Regions from separate parts of the Canis lupus genome. Here region 1 is linked to region 2. Evidence: chromatin contacts called from public Hi-C data. All regions are on one chromosome and are shown on one strand. Each heading gives the region's core, a stretch centred on a gene start, on an enhancer-like site or on the middle of the called end of the contact. The rest is flanking DNA. Distances are from core to core; before and after follow the strand shown.

Region 1 (3,761 bases), core at 315-2,814, 140 kb after region 2:
TCTAAGATGAACAACAACAAACTTCTGTTGCATTTTTTTTTTTTAAGTGGAGGAGGCCAGCTCCCCACCACATTCTCCATAATGGCAAGTAGGAAGGCAAAAAAAAAAAAAGCTCCTGTAATTTTAAAACTTCCGTATTTTCAACGGAGGCATGCACTTCTGTAGCTGATCATAAAGCGGGGCAGGTATTCGTAATTCTGCCTCACGTTTAAGGCACCGCCTGGTTTACAGCCCTGGCGAGCCGTGGAGGGTGCCAGGCTCCCCCTGGTCACAGCGGCCGCACGCGCGGCTTCGGAGGGCGGAGGAGAGCCCTCCCCGGCCCTCCCCGGCCCTCCCCGGGGCAGCGAGCGGGGGCGGCCGCGCTCGGGGGCCACGCGCTCCGCCGTGCGAGACCCCTGGGCCCGCGGCCCGCGCGGAAGGGGGCGTCCGAGCCCCCAGGTCCCCGGGAGCCCCGAGGGGCGCGGGAGCGCGCGCAGCCCGCCTTTCCCGAGCGCGTGTGGGTGAGGGCGGCCGGAGAGGGGCCGCGGCCCTTGCCCTTGGCGGCCACAGCGGGCGCCTGCAGCGCCGTCCCGTGCGGCCCGCGGCCAGCTCCGCCGCGCCCTCCGCGCCCTCCGCGCCCGCCGCGCAGCGCCCGCAGGTCCCGGCCGCCCGGCCCCGCCTGCGCCGGCCCCAGCCCTGATTGACACTGGAGTTGGTACATACGGGTCTGCAGCGGAGGCGAGCAGGGGGGTGAGTGCTATTTTAAACATGGCTTTCCCTTCCCTTGGCCTCAGAGCCGACGCGGCGCGCCCAGCAGCGGGCTAGGCCCACCTGGGAATAACCCCAACATCTGCCCGACTTGTTTGTTTGTTTATGTATTTATTAGGATCTCCCCATGCACGGACTTGTTTCACCCCCCCGCTCCCCGCTCCCCCCTCCCCAACACTGCTTCCTCTCCACGCTAATCGCAACCCGGCAGTTTCAAAGAGGAAACTCCCCTCCTAGAAGAGGGGGAATGGAAGGCTCTTTTGCTGCTTCTTGTTCGAGGTGGAAACCATTCCAGCTAGCAGGAGTTCAAAACGAAGGGAAGCCGCGTCGCTGGAGAGAAAGTAACACTGAGGAATCGATAAGGACGGACGGAGGGAGGGAGGGAGGGAGGGAGGGAAGCTCTGCAACAGGCATCTGAAAACAAGCGTGGAGAAGCAAAGGGATTCGCAATTCCTGACTTACTCCCAAGCGCATTCCGCGCAATCCACTGCAATGACCAGATCGGCTGTAAGCACAATTTGGAGGCCTTTGAAATCTTTTTTGGGGGGGGGAAGACTTACCTTTCTCTTCGGCATAATGATTACGTTCGTGCGGCTAAAAAGTAAAGCAACGGGCTGGAACTGCAGACGCCGCCGCTGGATGCCGCCGCTGCAGCTGCTCACGCGCAGGGCACGGCGTAGCCCGGCCTCTCCGACCTGCACCTCGGCGGCTCCCTCCAGGGGCCCTCTACTCGCTCGCCTCCCCGCTCCTCCAATGAGGAGCCCCGGCAGCCGGCCGCGAGGCCCCATTGGCTGCGGCAACATTCTAAATTCCACGAGGGCACGCCCACCCCGGCGCACACGGTAAGCGCTGTTGTAGTTTCCACTTCACCGAAAAAAATCTGCCTGGTGACTGAGCATGCCCAGTTCAACTAGTAACCCCCAAGCCACACGGTCCTGGAGTTTCATTGTTTGGCTGCTCCCTCTTTGGATCCTGTCAGTAGGAACAGTGTGGGCCTTTATAGTCGGGGCGGGGCGGGGGGGGGGGCAGTAAGCATACACACCAACTTTATAGTGTAAGTGTATGCACAGCCGGCACTTGATAACGATTCCTACCCTATAAAGGCTTGTCATGGATGTTAGTTAGGTGATGGAGACTTGTAAGAGTGAGTGTGTTCTGGGAGAGTGTGGCAATTTCAGAGGGCCTCAGTTTCCCCTTTTAGATATCTAGTGACAATAGTCGCTGAAGTTACTTACTTTTAATTTCCTAAAATCTGTGATTACAAATCACGCACTAATTCAGCCAACTTCAAACTAGGCTTGAAGGTGAATAGGGTATGTTTGATATGGAACTTAGGAAAAGAATGAACAAGATCAGATTATTTATATTTGAAACATATATTTAAAATATACATAATTTAATGTTTCTCAAAGTTCTGCAAGGCATTAGACTGGCATTGCAGAGACGTTTCTGAATTTGTTTTATGAGACCAGTTTTACCCTGATACCAAAATCAGTGTAAGATGTCAAAAGAAAAGAGAGCTATGGACCAATATCCTTTATAAACATAGACACAAAAATCTTGAACAAAATTTTAGTAAATCAAACCCAATAACACTTGAAAGGATAAGACATCATGACCATGGAGTTTATCCTTGGAATTCAAAGTTGGTTTAACATCTGAAAATCAACCAGTGTAATTCACTATATTAATAGAATAAAGTAAAAAACCAATACAATCATTTTAGCAGATACAGGAAAAGCACTAGTGAATGGGTATGCAAACTGTGGTAACCATATACAATACAATATTACTCAGCAATAAAAGGGAACAAAATATTTCTACATGAATGAATGCCAAATACAAGATGCCATGTGAAAGAAGTCAAATACAAAAGACCATACTGAATAATTTCATTCTTAAGAAATTATAGAAAAAGCAAAATTAGGCAAGCTTAGTTTCGTAATCACACTGGAAGGCAAAAATTGACATCGTAGGAAAATATATTGAAGTCTTACACCACAAACTTGGCCAAATCGACTTTGGTCATGCACAGCCTACAAAAATGCATTAAATAATGTCATCAAGTAATTAATTTTAATGCTTACCTTTTTTTCTTTATTAATTTTCAAAATAATGAGTTGACATCCTAGCAAACTCCAGAAGTGGTCAATGACTTTCTTTTTGAAAGAAAGTTCTTTAGGAACTCATGAATTTTTATACATTTGGTGTGCTTCGACCTATTGCTATTATTGCTATTTTTACTATTTTTTTATGCTCATACTGCCCCAGTATGAATTCTTTTTCAAGTTGGTCCTTTTGACATGATCCCAATTGTCTTTGATAGATTTCTTACTTTCAGGAAGTCAGTGGATCACAATATACTCAAATAACTCAGATAAAATCAATTCTTTGAGAATTGGATAAAAACTTTGAGATTAATAATTTTATCATAAAAATCATATTTATAATGGAATTGTCTTGGAAGAGAGTTAATTTGCAAAATGCTTGGTGGTTAAAAGAAAAAAAAAAGCCAGTGAAGACATTTTTAATAAGATATGTGTGGGAAGGATGCTGGGTAGCACTTGTAATCTGGGTTGAAAATTTTTTTCTTTATGGAGATCAAAATGTTTCACAACAAAGGTAGTCTAGGGTGAATTTTTCCCTCTGATGATAAGTTGGCTTCTTTAGTTTATATTTTTAAAGACTCAACAACAGCAAACAAAATTGTAAATGTTTTTATTGTGCATAATAAAATAGCTGCAATGAACATGAAACTTGCTAGTTGGGTAAAGAAAGTTGATTGTGGGAACCTTGGGTCATTTGAGCCTCTTAGTTCATTTACAAGTGATGAAAATAACAGATTAGTTTTGAAATGAATAACAGCATCAATTCTTTTTCCTTTGAAGTGGATTGCACCTGCCTGAGCAGAACACTGGGGAATGGAAGGCTCTCCCTGTACCTTCAGGAGCTTTCAAGGTCTGAGAAAATAAGCACAGACTTCTAGAGGAAAGAGGAGTAGGCAAAGAGAATAG
Region 2 (3,299 bases), core at 353-2,852:
TGTTAAAACTCCTGGCTTTTCGAGGTTACAGGCTTTTGCACTTCTGCGAATGTGTTCTGGTAAAAAGCATGATGAGCCTCTGGCCAACTATCATCATACATCTGAACCCCTCAAAACAAACAAACAAAAACCGTAGCTCTGAATTTAAGGAGAGCAAAAGAATCGAGAGAGGAAAAAATAAAAATAAAAATATCGCCTAGCTACGGTTCCGCCGCGGGTGAATAGCCTGCTTGTGAAATGCTAATGCCACTTCGGAGCAGTTAGTCACCAGCTATTGTGTGGGGCAGGAGAAAGCCGAGCCGACCGCGCGTGCAGAGCAGCGAGCGAGCGAGCGAGCAGGCAGGCGAGCGAGCGAGCAAGCGCGCCCTCCTTCCTCGCGCCGCTCCCGCCGCCGCCGCCGCCGCCGCCGCCTCGCGCGCGCCCCCGCGCCCGCACGGACGCGCGCGCCGGCCCCTCCTCCTCCGGCCTTGCACTGCACAACACTCATGACGTATCTTTATTTCTAGCACATTAACAAAATATCACAAATAAATTGTCGGCAGCCCCCGCGGCCTCGGGGTGCGGGTCCCCCCGACCACTGCCCCCCGAAGCCCCCGCGCCGGCCTCCCAACCCTCCCCGTGGCCTTTGGAGCTTTCACGTTCTGGGGCCAAGTTTTTGTCTCTGTAAAAAATTGCGGGAAATTCAATTTTTATTCGACTCGGGGAAAAGTTTCTTTGCTCCGCGACGTGAATGTCTCACCAGATTCTGGTAGGTCCTGGGATGCTCCTTCCCGGTCCAGTCCGTGCGGCGGGGCAGCAGCTGCGGGGAGAGGACGCCCCGTGAGCCCGGCCCCCAGCCCCAGCCCGCCCGCTCCCCTCCCCCGCCCGCCCCGCGCCCCGGCGGGGACCCCGAGCCCCGCGCCCCGCGCCCCGGCGGCGGCGGTGGCGGCGGCGCGGCCCAGGGGCGGCCGCGCGGCGGCGAGACGCGCCGGGCCGCCGCCGCCCTTACCTCCTTCTCGGCCACCTCGCGGATCAGCACCTGCAACAACAAAGCGGGGAGAGCTGAGCCCCGCGCCCCGGGCCGCAGCCCCGCCGCCGCCGCCGCCGCCGCCGCCGCCGCCGCCGCCCTCCCCCACGCCCGCGAGCAGCGAGCGCCGGCTCGGCCCGCGCCGCGCGCCGCCGTACCTGAGCCGCCTGCTGACAGGGTCCATCTTCCAGGAACCGGGCGATGAGGAAGTAGAGCTCTGCGCGGGAGAGGGGGACGGGGAGACACACAGGCTTAGCGGCCGGGCGGCGGGGGGCGGGGGACCGCGGGCGGAATCGCCCGGTGCCAGCGGCCCCAGCAGCCCCCCGACTTACCCGATCGCAGCTCCGAGAGGCCTTTCCTCTCACAAGACATGTTTATGGGTCACTTCAGGGCCGCCGGCGGGACACCCCGCCGCCGAGGGGAAGCGGGGATGGTGCCGCCGCCTGCCCTATAGCTGTCACTGTGTGTTCACGAGCCCAGCCTCGGCTCCACCATTCAAGCAACGGCGGCGGAGGCGGAGGAGGAGGAGGAGGAAACAACAACTCTCAGGCAGCGGCTACGGCCGCCGCCGCCTCCGCCGCGGATCCCTCCGCCGCAGAAAGGAGTCCGCCGCCTTCGCGGCCCGGGCTTGGCCCCGTCCTCGGCCCGCGCCCCCGCCCCCGCCCCCGCCCCCCGGCGCACAAAAAGGAGTGCCTTGGGCCCCGCGCCCCCGCGCCCCCGCGCCCCGGGCGGCGAGACCCCTGCCCCCGCCTCCCCGGCCAAAGGTGCGATTTATTTATTTATTTCCAGTCGGAGAAGATGTCGGAGCCGGAGCCGCCGGTTGGCTGAAAGGCGCTTTCTCTGTGGAGGCCGCCCGCGGGAGGGAGGGGGGCCGGGGACGGCTCCGCGGAGGGATCTGACGCACACGGAGCCGCAGCACAGGCTCTATTCAGCGGCGCTGGCTGGGGCTGAGATGGAAGTTAGTTTCTATGTAGCAGAAATGGGAAACAAATGAAGCAAAACTGCCCAAAGAGGGGAAATGCCCCGAGGATGGGGCTCCCTCTCACGCGCGCACACAGGCACACACGCAGAGAGCCCTCTCGCGCCGGGCGAACTCGGGATCGCGCTCCCCGGCCCGAGTTGAATGATAGTGTTTGGTTTCTGTCTCTTGCCATGTGCATGTGTATAAATGCTGCGGATTGGCATCTGTGTAAGTCTTGTCCTGCGTTATTTCTGCAGCCTATGCAAAGTGTTGTGTAATTTATTGGAGTGCCGTGTATTGCAATAGAGGTCTGGCTCTTTTTGTTGAGCGTTTGGCGTTTGCAAGCCCGTTATCTGCCGAAGCCACCTCTGCGTATATATCTTTTATTATTGCCGTCGTCTTAAGCATTTTACATGTAAAAAAAAAAAAAAAAATGTTTTTTGGGTTTTTTTTTTTTTTTTAGTTATTATTTTTTTTTATTGTGGTACGGGCAAAGCGAACTCCTGGTCTGTACTTCAGTTACTCTTTTTCCTGGTTACAAAAGGGCTAGTGATGGCTAATTAGGGATTTGGGATTAAAGAACCTTAAAGCTCTTCTAAGTGTTTACAAGAAGGAATAATGTAAACCTGAGAGAAAGGAAAGAAAGCTAATATTTATCTCTAACTGATCTGGAGGTAATTTACTGACAGATCAATAACCCACCGAAGGATATTGAAAGAGTATACTACAGTTTAGCCAAGGTGATTAGTGATTAAATAATTTAAATTATCTGTGTATCTTACAGTTGACTTCGTCATGCTAATTAATGGCTTCTAATTTGAGGTGTAAACCATTCTTGTTTACAGTTAATCACGGGAAGACTTCTTGAAAACTGACGAAAAGAGAAAAAAATTAATCTTTCGTAAATTAGTATGTAATTACCGGTTTTATTTGCTAAATCATACATCTGTGTTTCGCTGATGAGGGTAAGGGCCTTGTTGTTGGTTTTTTTTTTTTTTTTAAACGAATATGGGTGAAATTAATGGAAACAATAGAAAAAGCCATTTGTTAGAAAACAAGGACACCAAGTGATATTTATCTCCAGATGATTTAAGCACTTTTCAAAAAGACTTGATAGTTGGGTTTTTTTTTTTTTTTAAGGATTGCATTTTAAAGGGAATTAGGATAGTCGTTCTTTGTTAACATTTAACAAAAGATTCTCCTTTAAAATTTTAGATAATAACCTGCATTTTATGTATCCTTTCTAAAAAGGTTATTTGTGAGTAAAGGACCAACAAGCTGTATTATGGCTTTCTAGATTGTTTCCTCAAGCCTTGTTCCCTTCTCGCTCCT

The links. A called contact is a pair of places that touch in the nucleus more often than the background predicts.
Region 1: a Hi-C map of blood shows a contact between it and region 2, with 2.1 times the contacts expected there. The contact joins the promoter of HMGN3 here to the promoter of PHIP in region 2. A contact is called at or near these places in 5 of 9 Hi-C or Micro-C datasets (amygdala, blood, liver and 1 more).

What each region holds. Positions count from the first base shown.
Region 1 is chr12:40,368,939-40,372,699 of UU_Cfam_GSD_1.0, forward strand. It overlaps HMGN3 (high mobility group nucleosome-binding domain-containing protein 3), which reads right to left and starts at 1,565. Exons shown (of 6, transcript XM_038554584.1): 1 at 1,308-1,565. The coding sequence starts at 1,550. LOC111098329 (a long non-coding RNA gene) reads left to right here and starts at 1,161. Exons shown (of 3, transcript XR_005367942.1): 1 at 1,161-1,589.
Region 2 is chr12:40,232,891-40,236,189 of UU_Cfam_GSD_1.0, forward strand. PHIP (PH-interacting protein) reads right to left here and starts at 1,603. Exons shown (of 40, transcript XM_038554573.1): 1 at 1,339-1,603; 2 at 1,165-1,223; 3 at 989-1,018; 4 at 740-799. The coding sequence starts at 1,378.